Linked DNA regions of Mus musculus: all the other regions are linked to region 3. The links are chromatin contacts, called in public HiChIP or PLAC-seq and promoter capture Hi-C maps. All regions are on one chromosome and are shown on one strand. The core of a region is the stretch at or near the end of the contact, and the rest is flanking DNA. Distances in the headings are between cores, read along the strand shown. Region 1 overlaps Hmgcll1 (3-hydroxymethyl-3-methylglutaryl-Coenzyme A lyase-like 1). Region 2 overlaps Hmgcll1 (3-hydroxymethyl-3-methylglutaryl-Coenzyme A lyase-like 1). Region 3 holds the start of Bmp5 (bone morphogenetic protein 5).

Region 1 (2,700 bases), core at 78-2,577, 290 kb before region 3:
CCAAGAACCAAGGACAATATAGCAAAAACCTCCAATAAGCTATGAGAATCTCCCTTCAGAGTTTTAGGTCAAAGTTGTCCAAGAAACTCCCAAAACATTATAGGATATTGCTGTTGCCATTGGCTGCCTCCCAGGGGTTGAAGGTAAGTCCCTATTGCTGACAACACTGAATCTTTGGACAAAAAAAATCAGGATTCAAATTGGGATCATACCTGAAAGCATCCTTCCTGATGATTAGCTTTCATGGTACCAGAGGCTCCATGGAAGATTTCAAGGGAGGAAAGCAAACAATAGTCCTACCCAGCTATGGTGCTTATGAACTAAAGCAACAATGAACATGGAATGATATCCCCAAGGGTACAATGGTGGTAGGCAGACTTTGGGAGTAATGAACAGCCCTCTGACTTGACCCAAGGTTAACTCAACAAGAGTGAGCACATGCCTGGTACTGGACACCAAGCCATACGTAGGAGGCTAGTGAGGCCATGGGTCTCAGAGGAGTACCTCCAAAAACCACTTTACTAAATCAGTGCATTCCTAACGACATTCTAAACATTTATCCTTAAGCCCACAGATAAGAGTCGGTGCCATCCCTTATCAAAGACATGTCTCCTTGCATCAGACGGAGACCATTATAGAAACACAACCAGAGTACAGAGAACAAGTGACTGTAAAGTTATAATGAACCAAATATAAATTAATTTTTTTAAATTGTAAACATATAATTCATCCCCAAAGCATTCATGTCCCCAATGTACCAATTATCACAATACTGTAGCATGCAGGGCCTATACAGTACAGGGCATACATTCGTCCCCATAGAGTAGGCCTCCTATCCAACCAAGGAGTAACTGATAATCCCCAAAACATTCATGTCACTGTGGCAAGATACCAGTACCATTATCTGTCTGGGCAGTTCAGGATTGTAGCATGCACCACTTGGAGAAAGATTTGATGACTCTTCTCCAAAAACCTGCATAGCAACTTATGGCACTAAGAAAATATTGTGGCACTAAAAAAGTATTGTCATGCAAAAAAAATAATTAATGCACAGTCAAATACTGAAGAGAAATGTTTTATGAAGTGGTCTCCAACATTCACCTCTGTTTTAAAAATATTATCATACATAATTTATAGATGCTTGTCATAGTTTTAAAGTTTACATTTCTATAACTTAGTTTGTCTATAGTATCTCTAGATATATCTACTTCTTCTTTCAACATACTATCTTAATTCTTTTCCAGGAAACAGACTCATACCTATGAACACATAGCTGTCCTTTCTACCCGCTGGCATCTTGAAACTTTTACTTTGCTCACCATCAGTCCAGAACAATACTCAAATCTTATTGAACTAAAAGTAAATAATGCTAGTAAAGTATTGTTGAGTCTCCTCTGGCCAGGTCTGCCAGTGCTATTTTCTTTGTGCGGGGGTACAGTGTGAAAGACCAACAGATAAGAGAATGTGAAATTTCTTCAACACCTGCCATCGATTAGTTCAAAAACATAAATGATGTGGTTTCAGACCCTATAACTCAAAACTCAATATGAGCAGCAATTCCTCTTAAAGGTAACATTTGGAAACTCAGTAATGGGAAAAAAATGAGACTGGAGTGCTTCCTGACAATCCTGGGTGAGAGTGCTGTAGGCAGCTCTGAATAGCACTATAGCCTGGGTCCTATAACCATGTCCCATTCATAGACGCCTAGCACAAACCTCATCTATCTTAGCCTCAGTAGCACAGAGGAAATCTTGGTCTGCTTGAAGAAGTAAGACACTCTTAATAAATCACAGCCTTACAATAATAAACACAGGAAATCTCTGGAAAATTGAACATCCTTTTTTTTTTTTTTTTCTACCCAATACCCTGCTTGGCTGCCAAAGCTAAAACTGTCTGACACCATATTCACAAAACTTAAGTCCAGAAGCCTTAAAACTAATTTGGTCTGGTGTATAATTTCCTGTCTCCCTTATTCAACTCTACCTCTGTATGTGATGGACCTTTATAATGCCCTCTGTCGGATGGAATGTCCAAGTGTCTCAAAATCTTCCACCACAACTTCCCCTCCTCTATCCTTGTGAAAATGAGAGATGCTAATCATAATTCATGATGTCTACAAATATTCATTTTTATATTGCAAGATAATCATCACATACAGGAATGGATTTGTGGGTTTAAAACTGTAACACTAACGTCTTGGAGGGAAGAAATGAAAGTCTTCTTTATCCAATAACATCCCAGTTTGGGAAGATAAACATAGCAATTATATATTTGTTATTTTTTATTAGGGTCAATGCCTTTTGTAACTACCTGCCTGATCTTCCAATATTAAAAATAACATGTTCCTAACATCATTCTAAAGTAGGGGCAAAAAGTCTCAAAGCTCCCAGTATAATTTTCCTTCTGTGCCTATGTAATTGTGTTGTCTCTTGTGTATTATGCTTTTGTACATGATAATAATGTTGCCACTGTTGTAATTTCCCTTACATGGAAGCATGAGCAATTTTTTAAAAATAGTGGAGCAAATTGCTTTCAGCATGTTTTGTTAATAGAGTTTTGTATTCTTCATGTTTTAAACCTACAGCACTAGAGAGAGCTACAGCAGAGAGCGTAAGTCTGGGTTACTAGGTTAATAACTCAGTGCCAGTCAGATATTACCAAGAAGAAAGAGCAATGACAAAAGCAAAGTCTCATTACCAT
Region 2 (2,700 bases), core at 137-2,636, 260 kb before region 3:
ACTCGACTCTTTCGTTTATTCCTCTGGGACACCTTAGCACACAGGAGGGCTTTTTCTTTGCATAACTTCTAGATGACACTGGAATTGTAATAACTATAATATATGGCAACAAAGAACTCAAGAGAGGGGGAAGAAGCTGGGTGGACAGCAGCCACATTACAGTTCTCACATAAGAAGGTAGACTTAAACAAAATGAGGTGGGTGATAAGGAAGGATGCCAAGCTCCACGCCGTGGGAGAACAGTCAGCGCAGTGTTCTTGAGTTGACTGGGGAAAAATGAGCCCGGGTGCTAACTGTTCCAAGAAGAGCCAGAAGGCAAGGATTAAACAGAGGAGCGGTAGAAAGGATAACTTAAAATATCAGGACTGCAGGTTTTAAGAGGGCCCAGGAGAAAATTCTTATTCCTGGACAAATGCAAGCTATGGGGGAAGGAGGATAGGAGCGACTTTGGAGGTGGAATGAGGTGGCCTGAGGTTGCATTACCTCTAGCTATTAAGGACAGACAGTAAAGGAGTTGGGTCGAAACAGTGAGACTACAAATCAGGAAGTTATAGAATAACTTGGGAGCACAGACAGCTTCGGGGGCAAGACTCGACCCTAACAATACAGGTTTTAATCCTAAAAGTAAGTCTCCCAGTTCCTAGGCTCTACCCAGCAGATGTGGATCTTAGATACCGATTTCCTCTAGAAGTCTGACTATGTAAAATGCATACAAAGTAAGGATATTTATGAGAGGGAAATAGTCCCAAATGTAAGAAAAAGTAAGTTGTTAAATTTATTTAAAACTTACATCTCCATTAAACTCTTTTCCTACCTTCCCCAGAACAGTACTAAATATTTTCCTACAGGAAGCTGCCTCACACTTTATAAAGTTAGATTCGGTTGCCCTAATGATGCCAACATTTCGCTCTCTCCATTTTATTTATAAGGTTTCAAAATTGAAAACTCACTTATAGACACTAATTTATTCTAAATATCCTTATAAACGTGCCCCTCCCCCAATCTACCTTTAAATTATATTACTGCTTAACCCACTTCCCACTGATGAGTCTCTGAACCTGGGCACCTTTGTCTCGCTGCCCCTAATATTACGCCCTGGCCAACACAGCAAAACAACCATGCCTCAGGTTGCCTGGCAACATGTCTGTGTCTCCTGGCAGAACTTGTCAGCAACTCTGCTTTTCAGTGACTGTTCTACTGAGTCTCACTGACTGACTCCTCACCTGGCATGGCTTTCTAACAGCCGCCTTTCCTGGCCCTCCTCATTCTAATTAAAATTCGTGTTGCGTTTCCATAGCACCTTGTGTACTGCTGAGGGGGCTGCTACCGGCTTTATTATACATTGCTTTCCAGGTGGCCTATTTCATTTTAGACTCCCCATATCTTGAACCCCAGAGGTGTCTCTAATGTTGGGAATGTAAACAGGCTGATGAGGGGTGGTCCAGGGGCCACTGCATTTAAATCGCTCTTAAATCATAGCATGTGTATTTTTTTCATTCATTCCATGTAGATCTAAATCCAGCCCTGTTTAAATGCTCTCTCCACATAGTGGGAAGTAAGGGGCTACTTGATCAATTACGTTGACTGTACAGAGCACAGCTGGTGCCCATTGTAGAGACTGTGCCTAATTGCTTCCACAACTTTCTGTCCTAAGCAAGTTAGCAAGTGTACACAGAGACAAATGTTTTGCAGTTTGTGGTCAGTCTAAAGGATTCCCACCTCGGTGAGGATTTGGGAGGAACCTAGAAAAGCCAGACATGGTACAGACTCCTTAAAGAGAACATCTGTGGGGTATGAACAATAACTAAAGCATTAGGTTTAGGAGAGAGCAGAGCTAGCTGGAGGCAGTGGGGGGGATCTAATCTTGCACTTAGAGAAATGCCAAGAGGTTATATTACTTAGGGGTGTGTTGGGTTACCAACTATAGTTCCCTTTTCTATCAGAATTTATTGAACATGGGTTACATTTAAGCTGCAAGCTGAAAGGGCAGTGTCTAAGAGAGGTTACTGTGTATCCTGCCGCTTGAATATAACGCCCCATGCACACCTGGCTGTCCAAGGCAGACTATCAACCTTTACCCTTAACGCGTCTTCATTTTTTATTTGACTATCAATTACATTAAATTTAATAAAGGCTAAAGAAGACACAGTTAATCATACTATAGGGCGATTCTAGCCCTCCAAAAGCACAGAGATCCCACAGAGTCACAAGGTCAAGGTATCTACATACAATCCATGCATGTGATTATGAGCAAGAACAGTCCTAAAACTGCCCATTCAACAACCCTTCATCCCAGCACGTGGATGCCCTAGAGACAGAGACCCAGGTAACCTCTGTGTTTCCATATGTCTACATTTCCAGAGGAATGTTACACGCAGGGTAAACTGTAGGAGAACCTGAAACAAGAGACTTGTTTCTAGCTCTGCCTTCCTCCAGACTTGATTCTTTTGTCTTGTTAAATTTGGCTTTCTTTCCATCTCTCTAAGATCTGCCACTATCAAAGGCATCAAAGCTGCTATTCTTTCTAAATCCCACAAAAGCTTGTTCCAACCCCGTTACAATCCAAAAGAGCCATGCATGATCTTGGTTATGAAGATGGTATTTACCACAGGGTAGTTCAGAACCAATATGGGATGTGCAAGAAGTTCTAGATGCTTTACGACCAATGTAATTAACCTTAATTACATCTTAACAGTTTAG
Region 3 (2,700 bases), core at 86-2,585:
AAGGGGAATTTTATAGAATGAATATATAAACATGGCCACCTACCAAGAGGCTACTTTAACATTAGAAAAACTTCCTCTTTATACTAACACAGATGAACAAATAAACGAATAACATACCTAAGTTGACAAAGCTCATGACCATGTCAGCATCATTCAGAAAGTTGGTATCATGTAGGCTGGCAAGAGGTGGGCTCTGGGTAGTCAGAGGAGTCCTTGGTGGTAAGTGCAGACGATGCGCATACCCATTGGGAGAGGCTGGGTATCCCTTTCTTGTCTCTTTGGCCTCTCCAGCCAGGGACACCCTCACCAAATACTCCGACTCCTCAGGGTTGTCTTCGCTAGCCATGGCATTGTAGAGATCCAGCATAAAGAGGGGGGCAGAAGATGCTTGTTTCCCTGGTGAAAAGGGCCTGGGTCTGTGAGGCAAACCCAAAATAGACAGAATTTCCCTCTGTATTTCCCGTCTCTCATGGTTCCGTAGCCTTCTATAAATAAAACTGGAGTGAACGTGATTGTCTCCCAAGCCTCCTTTTGCATAACCCACTTGAACCCAGCCGCTCCAGAGGAAGCCCACAATACCCCTAAGTAAAAATACAGTCCAATGCATTTTTGTGCAAAAGCAAAAGTCGATATTTTTAATCCTTCTTGTCCACTTGGAAAAAAAATAATAATCCAGGTTCCTTGGAAGTATACTTCACCAGGAGATGTAAAAACAAATTTACCTGTTCTTCATGACAGTGATATTTCTGAACACCGCGCCCTCAGTCCATCTTCTTCTCCTGCTTTAAATATTTTAGAACACGTCAAGAGTAGTTATTCCTTAGAAAGTTGAAATTCAGATTTCTAATTATCCACAGTTGTTAAGAACTTTTGAGAGGTTGATGTAGCAAAAGCTGGTTAAAATTATTTGATCAAATAACCTATGCATTCCTATGTGAATTTATGCTAATCAGGCCTTTGGTATTTGAACTGACGAAAGCTGGTCTTCTGATAGACTGTAGCTCCCAAGTTCTCTTCACTTGCTCTGACTTCTTCTCAACACTTGAACTCTTTCCAAAGCAAATCCTGAGGTCTGAATCACAGATCTACGCTGATCTGCACCTTGGTGTTGGAATTAGATTTGTCCGGCAGCCTAGTGATAACTTGAACATCTTTTGTATGGTCTTAGTGTAAAACAAGACCCAAGGTTATAGTGTTCAAGTAAATGTGTTTCCCTGAATTTACTTGCAATCCTCCCTGTAAATCCATTCAATCTCTTCCCCCCTTCTTACAGTTAATTCCACCTCCAGCAGGCACAAATATACCAGCCCTCTTCAAGAGAGATCTAAGGAGAAATGTAAGCACAGCCCTGCTGGGAAAGAAGAGGCTTCTCCTTGTAATTTGAAACTGGTAAAGCAAAAAGAAGTTAACCCTTTTGCTACCAGAAAAGCCTCCATTTTCGCAATTTTATGGCCATGCATGTAACAGACAACAGTGATCTATGGGGTGTACGCGTTCCAGGGAGGATAAAAGCCAGTTTTCAAGTAACAGGCTGAAAACGTTGCCACCCAGCCATACAGAAATGTTTTAGGCTTTTTGATGGAATGCATTTAATACACTTCTATATTAAGTCTCAGGTTGTAGCAAATTAACTTGGTATGACTCAGTGCCATACTTGAGATTATTTCTAGCTTTTGAAAGTCATTAAAATTTACTTCTTAAAAACTGAAAAGACAATTTTTAAAATTGGAATAAATTTATTGATTCTTAACGACAACTGGCTATTTTAAAGTAAGAAAAAGTAGACAATGAATTATTAGTAAATATATTCGATTCCAAAGAAAGAGCACTTGTAATTCAGGGATAAGAATTAGATAGCTCCAACTTAATTATCTGTAGAAAAGATTTAAGCAGAAATAATATTTATTTCTGACTATATCAATAGTTGAAATAGAAATATCTCATTTATAGTATTATCTTCCTTAACTTTTACTCCATCACCACCGAAATGTAGTCATGCTTACTACAAGATATTTATTACTAAGTGCACTCAGTACTTTGATTTGTTTTAAGTTGTACAAATAAACACCAGTTTGTTTGCTAAAGATCAGGTACCCTGCGTGACTACACACAAATTGGAAGTGGAATTTCTGAATTTTGATGGGTAGAATAGAGAAAGTGTGCACCTTTCTAAAATGCCATACCTAATCTGAGGAAATGAGCGAAGTATGTGTTTATCCTTAATGGTTAATGCCTTTAAAATTTGGAAGTCTGCAATGTTTCTCTGCCTGCTATAATTTTCCTCTCAGGCACGCATTTAACCTTAGCATTTACAGTGCTTTCATTGTCTGGGACAGCATTCCGATAGCAAGGTAAATTTATCCAGTGAATTCTAGAACTGTGGTGAAATTCTAATGTTTTATTTTTCTTTTCCGAGAGGTGTCTCATTCCTTGTTTAATTTCTTTTAACGTATTTCCTCTGAGTGAATGAAACAGTCATATTTCTCATGGTCTTCAGTTCATCAGTGAATGCAAGACACTGAGGGGGCTTCCGGTTCTGGAGGGATACGTCATTTCTCTTGTACAGATCACTAGGAAAACTTGAGAGTGCAGTTGAATGTTTTCCCTCACTGAAAATTCTGCATCATTACAGGATGCCACTGCAGTCAGAACAGCAGCTCAGAGACTACACTCAGGGAGCATTGTTGTAAAAGAGATATC

The links. Promoter capture Hi-C pulls out the DNA fragments that hold promoters and counts their contacts. HiChIP or PLAC-seq counts read pairs in DNA pulled down with a chosen protein or histone mark.
Region 1: a promoter capture Hi-C map of second pharyngeal arch cranial neural crest shows a contact between it and region 3, with 5 times the contacts expected there. The contact joins the enhancer-like site here to the promoter of Bmp5 in region 3. A contact is called at or near these places in 11 of 39 promoter capture datasets (the 3T3-L1 cell line, 3T3-L1-derived adipocytes, the C10 cell line and 6 more), 1 of 115 datasets of contacts at active chromatin or transcription factors (embryonic limb bud) and 2 of 9 other capture datasets (adipose tissue and liver).
Region 2: a contact with region 3 is called in an H3K4me3 HiChIP or PLAC-seq map of embryonic limb bud, with 3 times the contacts expected there. The contact joins the enhancer-like site here to the promoter of Bmp5 in region 3. A contact is called at or near these places in 13 of 39 promoter capture datasets (3T3-L1-derived adipocytes, the C10 cell line, the SN4741 cell line and 8 more), 1 of 15 datasets of contacts at CTCF or cohesin (pro-B cells), 6 of 484 Hi-C or Micro-C datasets (the C2C12 cell line, cerebellar granule neurons, cerebral cortex and 3 more), 5 of 115 datasets of contacts at active chromatin or transcription factors (a colorectal cancer cell line, embryonic limb bud, fibro-adipogenic progenitors and 2 more) and 1 of 9 other capture datasets (adipose tissue).

What each region holds. Positions count from the first base shown.
Region 1 is chr9:76,067,133-76,069,832 of GRCm38.p6, reverse strand. All of the region lies in intron 3 of Hmgcll1 (3-hydroxymethyl-3-methylglutaryl-Coenzyme A lyase-like 1), which reads right to left. Among named protein-coding and RNA genes, the nearest start is that of Hmgcll1, 54 kb to the right of the region's middle. Within about 2 kb of position 1,327, at least 3 of the 459 cell types and tissues checked have an H3K27ac peak or open chromatin away from gene starts, as enhancers often do. A contact at or near this core is called in second pharyngeal arch cranial neural crest, where this site is marked.
Region 2 is chr9:76,037,442-76,040,141 of GRCm38.p6, reverse strand. All of the region lies in intron 1 of Hmgcll1 (3-hydroxymethyl-3-methylglutaryl-Coenzyme A lyase-like 1), which reads right to left. Among named protein-coding and RNA genes, the nearest start is that of Hmgcll1, 24 kb to the right of the region's middle. Within about 2 kb of position 1,386, at least 16 of the 459 cell types and tissues checked have an H3K27ac peak or open chromatin away from gene starts, as enhancers often do. A contact at or near this core is called in embryonic limb bud and second pharyngeal arch cranial neural crest, where this site is marked.
Region 3 is chr9:75,774,000-75,776,699 of GRCm38.p6, reverse strand. Bmp5 (bone morphogenetic protein 5) reads right to left here and starts at 1,335. Exons shown (of 7, transcript NM_007555.4): 1 at 118-1,335. The coding sequence starts at 607.